Linked DNA regions of Arachis hypogaea: region 1 is linked to region 2. Evidence: chromatin contacts called from public Hi-C data. All regions are on one chromosome and are shown on one strand. Each heading gives the region's core, a stretch centred on a gene start, on an enhancer-like site or on the middle of the called end of the contact. The rest is flanking DNA. Distances are from core to core; before and after follow the strand shown.

What was found. Hi-C and Micro-C count contacts between places; a contact is called where the count stands out from the background.
Region 1: a contact with region 2 is called in a Hi-C map of leaf, with 2.9 times the contacts expected there. The contact joins the promoter of LOC112802469 here to the promoter of LOC112802441 in region 2. A contact is called at or near these places in 4 of 8 Hi-C or Micro-C datasets (leaf and an unstated tissue).

Annotation. Positions count from the first base shown.
Region 1 is chr1:38,098,308-38,103,585 of arahy.Tifrunner.gnm2.J5K5, forward strand. It overlaps LOC112802469 (transcription factor MYB3), which reads left to right and starts at 2,688. Exons shown (of 3, transcript XM_025845706.2): 1 at 2,688-2,927; 2 at 3,074-3,203; 3 at 3,887-4,347. The coding sequence starts at 2,780. The coding sequence ends at 4,208.
Region 2 is chr1:37,811,476-37,816,611 of arahy.Tifrunner.gnm2.J5K5, forward strand. It overlaps LOC112802441 (ethylene-responsive transcription factor ERF034), which reads left to right and starts at 3,320. Exons shown (of 1, transcript XM_025845667.3): 1 at 3,320-4,499. The coding sequence starts at 3,425. The coding sequence ends at 4,105.

The DNA.
Region 1 (5,278 bases), core at 1,438-3,937, 290 kb after region 2:
GATTTATTCAAATTGATATGATCTCAATACAGCTCAGATATTTCCAACAAATAAATAAATAAATTTTAAAAAATATTTTTAAATATATATATATATATTAACATTTATAATTCTTTACGAAATAGTGTTCAAAAAAATGTCAATAAAAATTCATTACAATTTAGAATATTGAACCTATTTACTTTCTATATCTCTAAATGAGAATCTACAAAAAAGACTTGAGAGGGCAGGCAGATGGCTGTGAAATTCTTATACTTTCAAATTCTTCAATGACTTTGTCTCTCAATTTATTTATCTTGTCTAAGAGAATGATTGGATCATATTTATACCTAAAAGCATCAACTTGTTCCTACAATTGAAAGAAATTTATTCATATGAACCGAAATAAATTAAGAAATAAACCTAAATAAACTAAGAAATGAATCGAAATAAATTAAGATATGAACTGAAATTACTTAAAGAATAAAAAAATTAGTCAATACTTAATAGCAGGATGAAGTAAACCTCAGTTAATTCACAAAAAAATCGAAATTAGTTCATATTTGAACAAGCAGTCAAAAATACTCAAGCATCAACAAAAACACATTGAATAATAGTGTTCAAAAAAATGTCAATAGAAATTCATTACAATTTAGAATATTGAACCTATTTACTTTCTATATCTCTAAATGAGAATCTACAAAAAAGACTTGAGAGGGCAGCAGATGGCTGTGAAATTCTTATGCTTTCAAATCCTTCAATGACTTTGTCTCTCAATTTATTTATCTTGTCTAAGAGAATGGTTGGACCATATTTATACCTAAAAGCATCAACTTGTTCCTACAATTGAAAGAAATTTATTCATATGAACCGAAATAAATTAAGAAATAAACCTAAATAAACTAAGAAATGAATCGAAATAAATTAAGATATGAACTGAAATTACTTAAAGAATAAAAAAATTAGTCAATACTTAATAGCAGGATGAAGTGAACCTCAGTTAATTCACAAAGAAATCGAAATTAGTTCATATTTGAACAAGCAGTCAAAAATACTCAATCATCAACAAAAACACATTGAATATATACAACTGACAAAAATCAGAGCTATAACTAACTAAACAAGCACGCATAAACAAGTTTAGCAAAGTGAAGCCAAACGAAATGAAATGAACCTCAATTAAACTTAAAAATGAATCGAAATTATTAAGGAATAAAAAATTTGGTCAATACTTAATAGCAGAATCAAGTGAACGTCAGTTAATTCACAAATGAACTGAAATTAGTTCAGATTTGAACAAGTAATCAAAAAGACTCAATCATCAACAAAAACACATCAAATTCATTTCTAGATCCAAATGAACCTCAATTAAACTAAAAAAAGAACCGAAATTACTTAAAGAATAAAATATCTGGTCAGTACTTATCAGCAGCATCAAGTGTACCTCAATTAACACACAAATAAACCGAAATTAGTTCAAATTTAAACAAGTAGTCAAAAGACTCAATCATCAAAAATACATCCAATTCATTTCTGGATCCAAATGAACCACAATTAAACTAAGAAATGAACCGAAATTACTTAAGGAATAAAAAATTTGGTCAGTACTTATCAGCAGCATCAAGTGAACCTCAATTAACATACAAATGAACTAAAATTAGTTCAGATTTAAACAGGAAGTCAAAAAGACTTAATCATCAATAAAAACACATCGAATTCATTTTTGGATCTAATGAACCTCAAATAAACTAAGAAATGAACCGAAGTTACTTAAGAAATAAAAAATTTGGTCAATACTTATCAGCAGCATCAAGTGAACCTCAATTAACACAAAAATGAACCGAAATTAGTTCAGATTTGAACAAACAATAAAAAAGACTCAATCATCAACAAAAACACATCCAATTCATTTCTAGATCCAAATGAATCTCAAGTAAACTAAGAAATAAACCAAAATTATTTATCAAAATCAATAAACTAATAACACAGTTTCGTTAGATGCACCAGTTACAGAGAAAAACAAGAAAAAATTGAATCAAAGAAACTCGTTCTACTAAATGAACGAACTTGATCCACTAAATTCTACACCGAACTAATAGAAATGCAAAAAATGCGAGAATGTGAAGGAGAAAACTGAACATAATGAACAAGTTAGTACCTTGAAGAATCTTTGTTATTTTTTTTTTCTGTGTTTTTTATTGATGATCTCAAATGCACTATCAGATTTTGCAGTAATTTTCGTAGAGAATTCAAAAGATTTTTGAGAGATTTTGAGAGAAATTTCAAATTTTTTTATTACAATTTTATGAACGATTTTTTATATTAGAGCGCGAAGAGACAAATAACGTTTTTTTGAAATTTTTTGTTATTATTAAAAAGGTATACACGCTCTTTTAATGAAAGTGGTTTTCATTATTATTAAACCTGTTTGGTTGGATTTAAATAGTAATAAGGTACCAAATCTAAAATATTAAATATGACAAAGATTTATAACTAAAGTGACGTATTCAATGTCACTTAATTCTCATCCTACATCCCATTCTTGAAGTCCAAAGAATTAGTCTATATATAATGGAAGTTGACTGGTTGGGGCTTCTCATTTTTTTATTTATTTATTTTCACCTTCCTAAGGAAGGAAGAAGGGTAGATGCATGAACCCACTGACCCTTCAAATAAGGCATATGCATATATAGTGACCAATCAACCCTTCTTTGATATAATGTCATAACCAAACACAAATATTTATTAAACCTTTGTACTCTTAAAACACCAAAGGAAAAGCCTTAGTCGTCACACACTAATGGCTCCAAAGAATAATAAAAAGTCAACTAAGATATCATCAGTGATGATGAATAGAGGGGCATGGACCCCGGAAGAAGATGATAAACTAGCTCGGTTCATTGAAATTCATGGTGCAAAGAGGTGGAAGACTCTTGCAGTCAAATCAGGTCATCAATATATATATAGTAGAGACTAGAGACATGTTTTGTTTTGTTCTGTTTTGGATCCAACTCAATTTTATTTACAAGCAAAATAAACAAAATTATAATTGTTCTTAACATGTGTTACAATATATTATTGTATGCTCTGGCAGGTCTAAAAAGATGTGGAAAAAGTTGCAGGCTGAGATGGTTAAACTATCTTAGACCCAATATCAAGAGGGGAAACATAACAATTGAAGAAGAAGACTTGATTCTTAGGCTTCACAAACTTCTAGGAAACAGGTTTGTTAATATATACACAATTGTAATAAGAAATTTTAGAAGATATTATATGAAAAGAAGAAAAAAAAACGAAAGAAAGGGAAATGTAGGTGCTGAGTACGAAATATTTATTTCTTTTGTATATTATAGAGACCTGTGTCTTTTATCAAATCATTGAATTTGAAAAAAAAAAAAACAAAACAAAACAAAAAGTTGACCTAATTATGGACTATAATTAAAGAATCATTTGCAATTTAAGGAAACAATTGAAAATATCATTGGCACTTTTAGAAAATATACAAAAAATATTGAAATTGTCACTAAAACTTTAAAAAAATGCAGAAATTTTTACTAACAATGTAAAAAAAAAAAAAAAACACACTAAAAGTAAAAGCACTAAAAGTATTGAAATTACTATTCACGTTCACGGTACATTATATTTAGACAAAAAAAATTTCAAACTCGGTCATTTAAATAAAACACACATCTCTATTCAAAAAAAGATAAGAATACTTCAATAAGCATACTTCACAATTGATGTTGAAGGTATTTTTTTTCCCTTTTTTGCGCATGTCATAAATCCAAATATCTAACACTCATTTTATCTCTCACTTTAACCTAAGATTTTAATGTAACTTCTTTTAGCAAAATTTTCTAAATTCATTAATAGTTTTTTACAGTCTACTTCTCCTTTGTGTGTGTAGATGGTCTCTGATAGCTGGGAGGCTTCCAGGGCGAACAGATAATGAAATAAAGAACCATTGGAATTCTCATTTGTGCAAAAAAGTCCATCCCAATGCAGGGGAACCATCAACTTCAACAGCAAAAGAAAGTGGTGCCACACTCAATAATAACCCTAATAATATGGAGGACAGTGAAATAATGTTAGAGCATAATGGAGCCATTAATAATGGGAGTGACGAAAATTTAGATATTAGCTTCGATGTGAACGAATTTTTTAATTTCTCTACTGAAGGATCCTTTGGTTTTGATTGGGTAAACAAGTACTTAGAAGTTAGAATTTGACGAGTCATGAGAATACAAAAATGAAAAAAAGAAATGACATGAAATTGAAATAAATTATTTTGAATTTCAGCTAGTAGTAATGAAATGTGTAAGAATTAATGATTGGTCTTATATGCAATAAAATTGCTATATTATCCAATGTTTGTTGATATTTGAAAGTAAAAACTAATCTCACAACTCTGGTCTATTTTCGTTAAACATAATGCGACTTACAGAGAAAAAAAAAGGAACAATTGATTCTTAACATTATTATTTTGAGACAATACGAATCATTTGTGAAAATCCATCAAATAATAACGAAAATTAGTTTCGTGAGCAATTTATTTATAATTTATGAAAATTTAAATTTCACAAAGTTCTTTTCATCAATAAGACCAACAACTATTATCACTACTTTTTTCATTCTGATCATTATAACTGCTAATTCTACTACTTCTATTATATAACTATATGTTATTATTATCGTCATCTCCTCTACTACAATGAATATCAACACTAATACCAACAACATCAACATCAAAATTTTTTTATTTAATTTCTTGTGCAATATTATTTTTCACAATTTTTTTATCTAATTACTTTTTTTCTTGTGACATTATATTTCTGGTAATGATCCTTATCTACTTGATCACCATTGCTGAAGAGATTATTTTAAAAATGAAGAATAATAGAAACATTAAGACTAACTTGTAGGCTTGTAGCTATGAAAGATAAGTTTTGGTAGATAAAACTACACACTCTAAAATACTATCAAAAATTCCTAAATTACCCACTCTAACCTAATCTAACAACTCTCAAACTCTAACTTTATATCATTCCCAATCTTTCAATTCATTTTTCCAAACCTTTTCCTTCCACGTCCATTCTGTTTCCACATAAAATGTTAATAGGCAAGTTTTGTGGTTGTAAAATTAACTGCATTTCGTCCCATGAGGCTGCTAGAATGATTCAGTGACCTTTTAAGATGGCAACAAAAAAATCCTTCGTTCAATTTGCCATTAAAATAAGATTTCCTATCAATTTTTGCTGATTCGAATAGTGTGACAATGGGTGTAAATAGGGAAGACGAC
Region 2 (5,136 bases), core at 2,070-4,569:
TAAGGATTTGAATATCAGGGTGTTACATTCCACCACCTAATAAAAGCAAATCTGGCAACGGATATATTTTATGTCACTAACGCAACATCTATTCTAGTCATATAAAATAGTAATAAATCTATAAAAAAAACCCTAATATAACTGTATGACTATTTATTTAAAAGAGAAAAATAACGACATTAACTTGGAAGTCGATCGCTCCAGCAATATGTCATGTCATATTCAGGCAGTTGATATCGGCATCTCATACAACTAAGCGCGTCATAATGTCTAAATACTTCAATAAATAAAGGGTTAAGTACAATTTTGGTCCCTAAGGTATAGGCCGAAAATTTTTTTCGTCCCTAACCTTTTATTATATAGAAAATCATCCATAAGGTTCAACGTAATTTAAAATCGTCTTTCGGACTAAAATACCCTTCTCTTCTTCTTCTTCATCACATTATCTCTTCTTCTTCCTCAGAAAAAAAGAAGATACAGAGCCCAACCACCGCCACATCCATCTCTTCCCCTCTTACCTGGACTCCCCCTCCTCCCTCTCCCCTACCATTAAAATCCTTTGTCACATCATCGCCACCACTCCCTCGAGCAATCTCTCTACGACACGTAGCACCTAGCCTTGCAGCACCTTGCTTCACAGCACCTTACCCTCGCCATCGCTTAGCCCTCGCCCTCGAAGCACCGCAACTCACGCCCTAACCTCTCCGCGACTCACCCTCACCTTGCAGCACCTTGCCCTCGTCGTCGCTTGGCCCTCGCCCTCGCCCTTGCACCCTAGCCCTCCCTCCCTTCCCTATCCCCTCCCTGGCTCCCTGCCCTCTGCTGCCCTTCCCATCCTCTCCCCTTCCTTCGCTTTCCAAACTTGCCTCTTTCCAAATCTGTTGAAAGTGCAAACTCTCAGTTCGATAGTATTAATGACGAGGGTTCTAAACCATACGTCCCTCACAATTTCATTTTCTTTGGGGCAAAATAATGTTGTTGTTGTTTGCTGGGACATTGGGATGTGTGGTTACTGTGATATAGCACAACCTCTTCGAATCAAATGCTAACTCTATGATGAATTCCTCGAATTCAATCTATTCTCTATTCACTATTCAATCCTAATCCTAATAGCTCATTGGGCCTTGGCGTGTTTCGGGGGGTTTCTCTTTGCTTTATTTTGTTTGGCTTGTAGGGAAGTGAAGTTTTAGGTTAGTTATGTGGTGAGTCTTTGGTATGATCTGTGTTATCGGTTTTTGTGTGCTTGGTGCCTTAGTATGTTTATGTGGTGTCATTGCTGAAGGAATTTTGGAGATGATGATAGTAGGTGGTGGTTGTGTCTCTCGTATTTCTTGTCATCGTTGGGGAGGTGGTGGTTGTATTTCTCGCGTTTCTAGCATCACCGCCGCGCCTCCCTTCTCCTTCCCTCTCTGCCCTCTGCCGCCCTTCCCCTCCCTTTCTTGTTAATGTTTGTTTTGACAATGATGATAATTATTTTCTTATTTTTTGTTAACGATGATGGTTTTGGTGATGAATTGATGTTTTATTTTGATTTATTTGAGGTTGTTGTTGAAGGTTGTTTCTTGGTGCATATGGTGATGGAGTAGTAGTAGATGGAATAGTGGTGGTAGTGGTGGTGGTGAAAAGAGAGAGAAGGGGTAGTTTTGTCATTTAAAAAATTAATCTATCTAAAAGGATGATTTTAAAAGTATATTGAATTTTAGGGACAATTTTGTATGTAAAAAAAGGTTGAAGGCTAAAAAAATTTTCAACCTATACCTTAGAAACCAAAATCGTACTTAACCCTAATATAAAAAAATGTCTAAAAAAAAGAGAAAAGAAATAAAAAAGTGAATGAATGTGACAGAAATCACGCCGTACACGAATTTTTTATATAAACAACGATTATGCATATCTCATTTATATGATAAACGAAATAATTTTAAACATATCTCGTTTACAATTTATCTCATTTATATGGTAAAATTGAATATATATTATGGGAAGCATTTCAAGTGCACCGGGAGTACCGGTGCACCAGTTGTTTTAACCATTGATCTAAATTATAAAAAATATATATAATATATATTAATTCAGATCAACGGTTAAAACAACTGGTGCACCGGTACTCCCCGGTGCACTTGAAATGTTTCCTATATTATGAGACCCTAAGGCCCATTTTTGTTTTGGATCCCCACTTTGATTTGGAGCTAAGGATAAATACACGGATATGGACAGTGTGACATCTAAGCTATCATCAATTATATGATATGATGATTATACAAAGAAAAATGCCACTAATAATGTAAGATCCACTTGAAGATTAATATTGGACACTAATTAATCAAGCTGTTAAATGAATACGATCGAAATGACGTCACACCAAGAAAATAAATGAACAATATCGCTACAGGAATAGTACATTTAATTTGGATAATCAAGAGAAAGCTAGAGAGCTTAACAAAGTATTTTCTTAGCAATGTACACGAAAATTTAATTTGTACAAGAACGGACCAAATTTGAGGAAATTATTTATATAAAACAAATTTTTATGCCTTTCTGTATGGCCACTTTTACGTTTGGTAATTGTCATTACTCATACTTAATCCAAAGTTGTAGTAAATAGTGTTATTTGTGTCATTTTTCTTCTTTTTCATGTTTTTATTTGGATAATTCTTCGATTCACTGTCTCACGAAAAAAGATCCTCTAAAGTGACAATATTAGTAAAGTAGTAAAGTGATGTTTTAATCATTTTTAAATTTATAATATTTATTTTTTCTAAACTTCACTATCTTAATTCAATGGTAATTAATGATGTCTAAAGGAATAATAAAACTTTAAAAGAGTCGGATTCTTGCCTCACAAGGAGGAAAACAGATGATGACTCAGTTTAGTGTAAGTTGTGTATAGATTAGTCATTAGTGTGTATTGGACAAAATATTTATAAGAGAGAATGATAGTGAAAAAAATAGTATCAATATTTTATGTAATATATTTTAGATGTGTAATTTAATTGGTCATAAAATATTTATACATTTTTAGAACAACTACTTGTTTGGTTTTTTATACAACTTCAACCACAATTTTTTCTCATTGGTTTCAAATGACACAATTTAAGAAGTATTTGTGCTACTAAATTACCACGTTAAAATTATCCATAAGATTAATCTGGTTTATAAATGTCCAAACCGTGACGGCAGAAAGAAAGTGAGATAAAAGGAATACAATGCAAAGTGCACACAGAAGCATTTGTTTGTTTCTTTTCAGCCGGGCCCATTTCTTTAATTAATATGTGAAAGAATTATAAGTATAGTTCACAGCTCCACCCACCTCAACTTAATTCAAAGCTCTCGCTTACTCACCACATATATTTCCCCTTCACTCATTCCATCACACACATACACACACAACAATCTCTCTTCTCACTTTCCATTATTTCCTCCAATGGACATGGAAGAAACTGTCCCTTTAGAGAGCGAAACACAACCAACTACGTCCTTCTCTTTCCCCATTATACCCTCCACGTCCTCCTCTTCCTCCTCCTCCAAGAAGAAGAAGAAGGTAGTTTTGAAGAGGAGCAATGATGGGAGGCACCCAACTTATAGAGGAGTACGAATGCGCCAATGGGGAAAGTGGGTATCCGAAATTCGGGAGCCTAGGAAGAAATCTAGGATTTGGCTTGGAACTTTTCCCACGGCCGAGATGGCGGCTCGAGCTCATGATGTGGCGGCTCTAACAATCAAGGGCAGCTCAACTTACCTCAATTTTCCTGAGCTAATAGCCGAATTGCCTCGTCCGGCTAGCAATTGCCCTAAAGACATTCAAGCAGCCGCAGCCAAAGCGGCCGTCATGAATTATCACCATGAAAGCCATGACATAGAATTAGAAGCCGAGTCCGAACTAAGCCAAGTCGAGTCTTCTTCAAGTCAAACTCAAATATCATCAAGTTCTACTTCATCATTATCGAAGGGTGAGGATGACATGTTCATGAATCTCCCTGATCTATCATCAGACTTGAATCATAGTTCTGATGAGTTTCATTACCTCTCGGCTTGGGTCATAGCTGGAGCCGAAGCCGAACATCTAGACTCAGATTTCCGGCTTGAAGAACCGTTCTTATGGTAGCCTTATTAAGTTACTTAGTATGGACAACCTATGTTTCCCTTTACATTTTGTTGATTGTGCTGCTTCTTTTTCCTCTTTTCCTTTCGTTCCTTTCACTTTTTTGGTGGTACTCTATCCACTACCTAGAACCTTGAAGCCCCTAGCTATAGCATCTACTTTAATTTGGTCCATGGCATGTCATGCGTCATCGGCCAATTGCCAATTGCCAATTGCAAAGTTTATTTCCACCCACAAAATGGTCAAAATTTGTTACTATAGATTGATTGATGTGCCTCTTCACTTGGCTGTTTCCTTAATTCCACAACGTATAGTGGGGTTTTCATGCAAGGATTTTGTAAATATTAGTCCTAATAAAAATATTGCACTCATCAATTGTGTTTGATACGGTAATCGAGTTGTCCATCATCGTCTTTTACATTTGGATCTCTTAATCTCCAGATTCTCATGTCTTAAATTATATCAAAATTACTGAAAAACAAGTGTTTTTTTTTATTTATTTTAAACATTATTGGTCAGAATTCCATTTAATTATGTATGAGGTTAGTTTGTGGAATAAGATTCTCAAATGGGTATTTCCTTTTACGGATTCCCAGTTGTTGTTTCTCCTGGCTTATTTAGAATAATAAAGTGTTGATGACCACGTTTTGTTGTGAGAATTCTTTAAAGTTCTAATACTAATGTTTGTCGTTATAAAATTATTATAGCACTATTTTTTAATTAAATATACCAGCTTTATGCTTTTATCTTTGACTTAAAGCTGAAAGGAGAGGCATATCATAAGGTGATGATATATCATTATGAAAAAGTACAAGAGGCCAATTAGTGGTAGAGCTAATTGTAATAAATTAAAGGTGATTACTACGGTGTCTAAAAGTGTTTGTCTAATTTATAAAAAAAAGTTAAAAATTAATATTTAATTTATAAAATATAAAAATAAATAATTATTAAATATTCAAAAGTTGCCATAAAAAATAAGTTAGGCAAACATTAAGCATCATATCATTCACCTAAATTAAAATAGTACTCAAAAA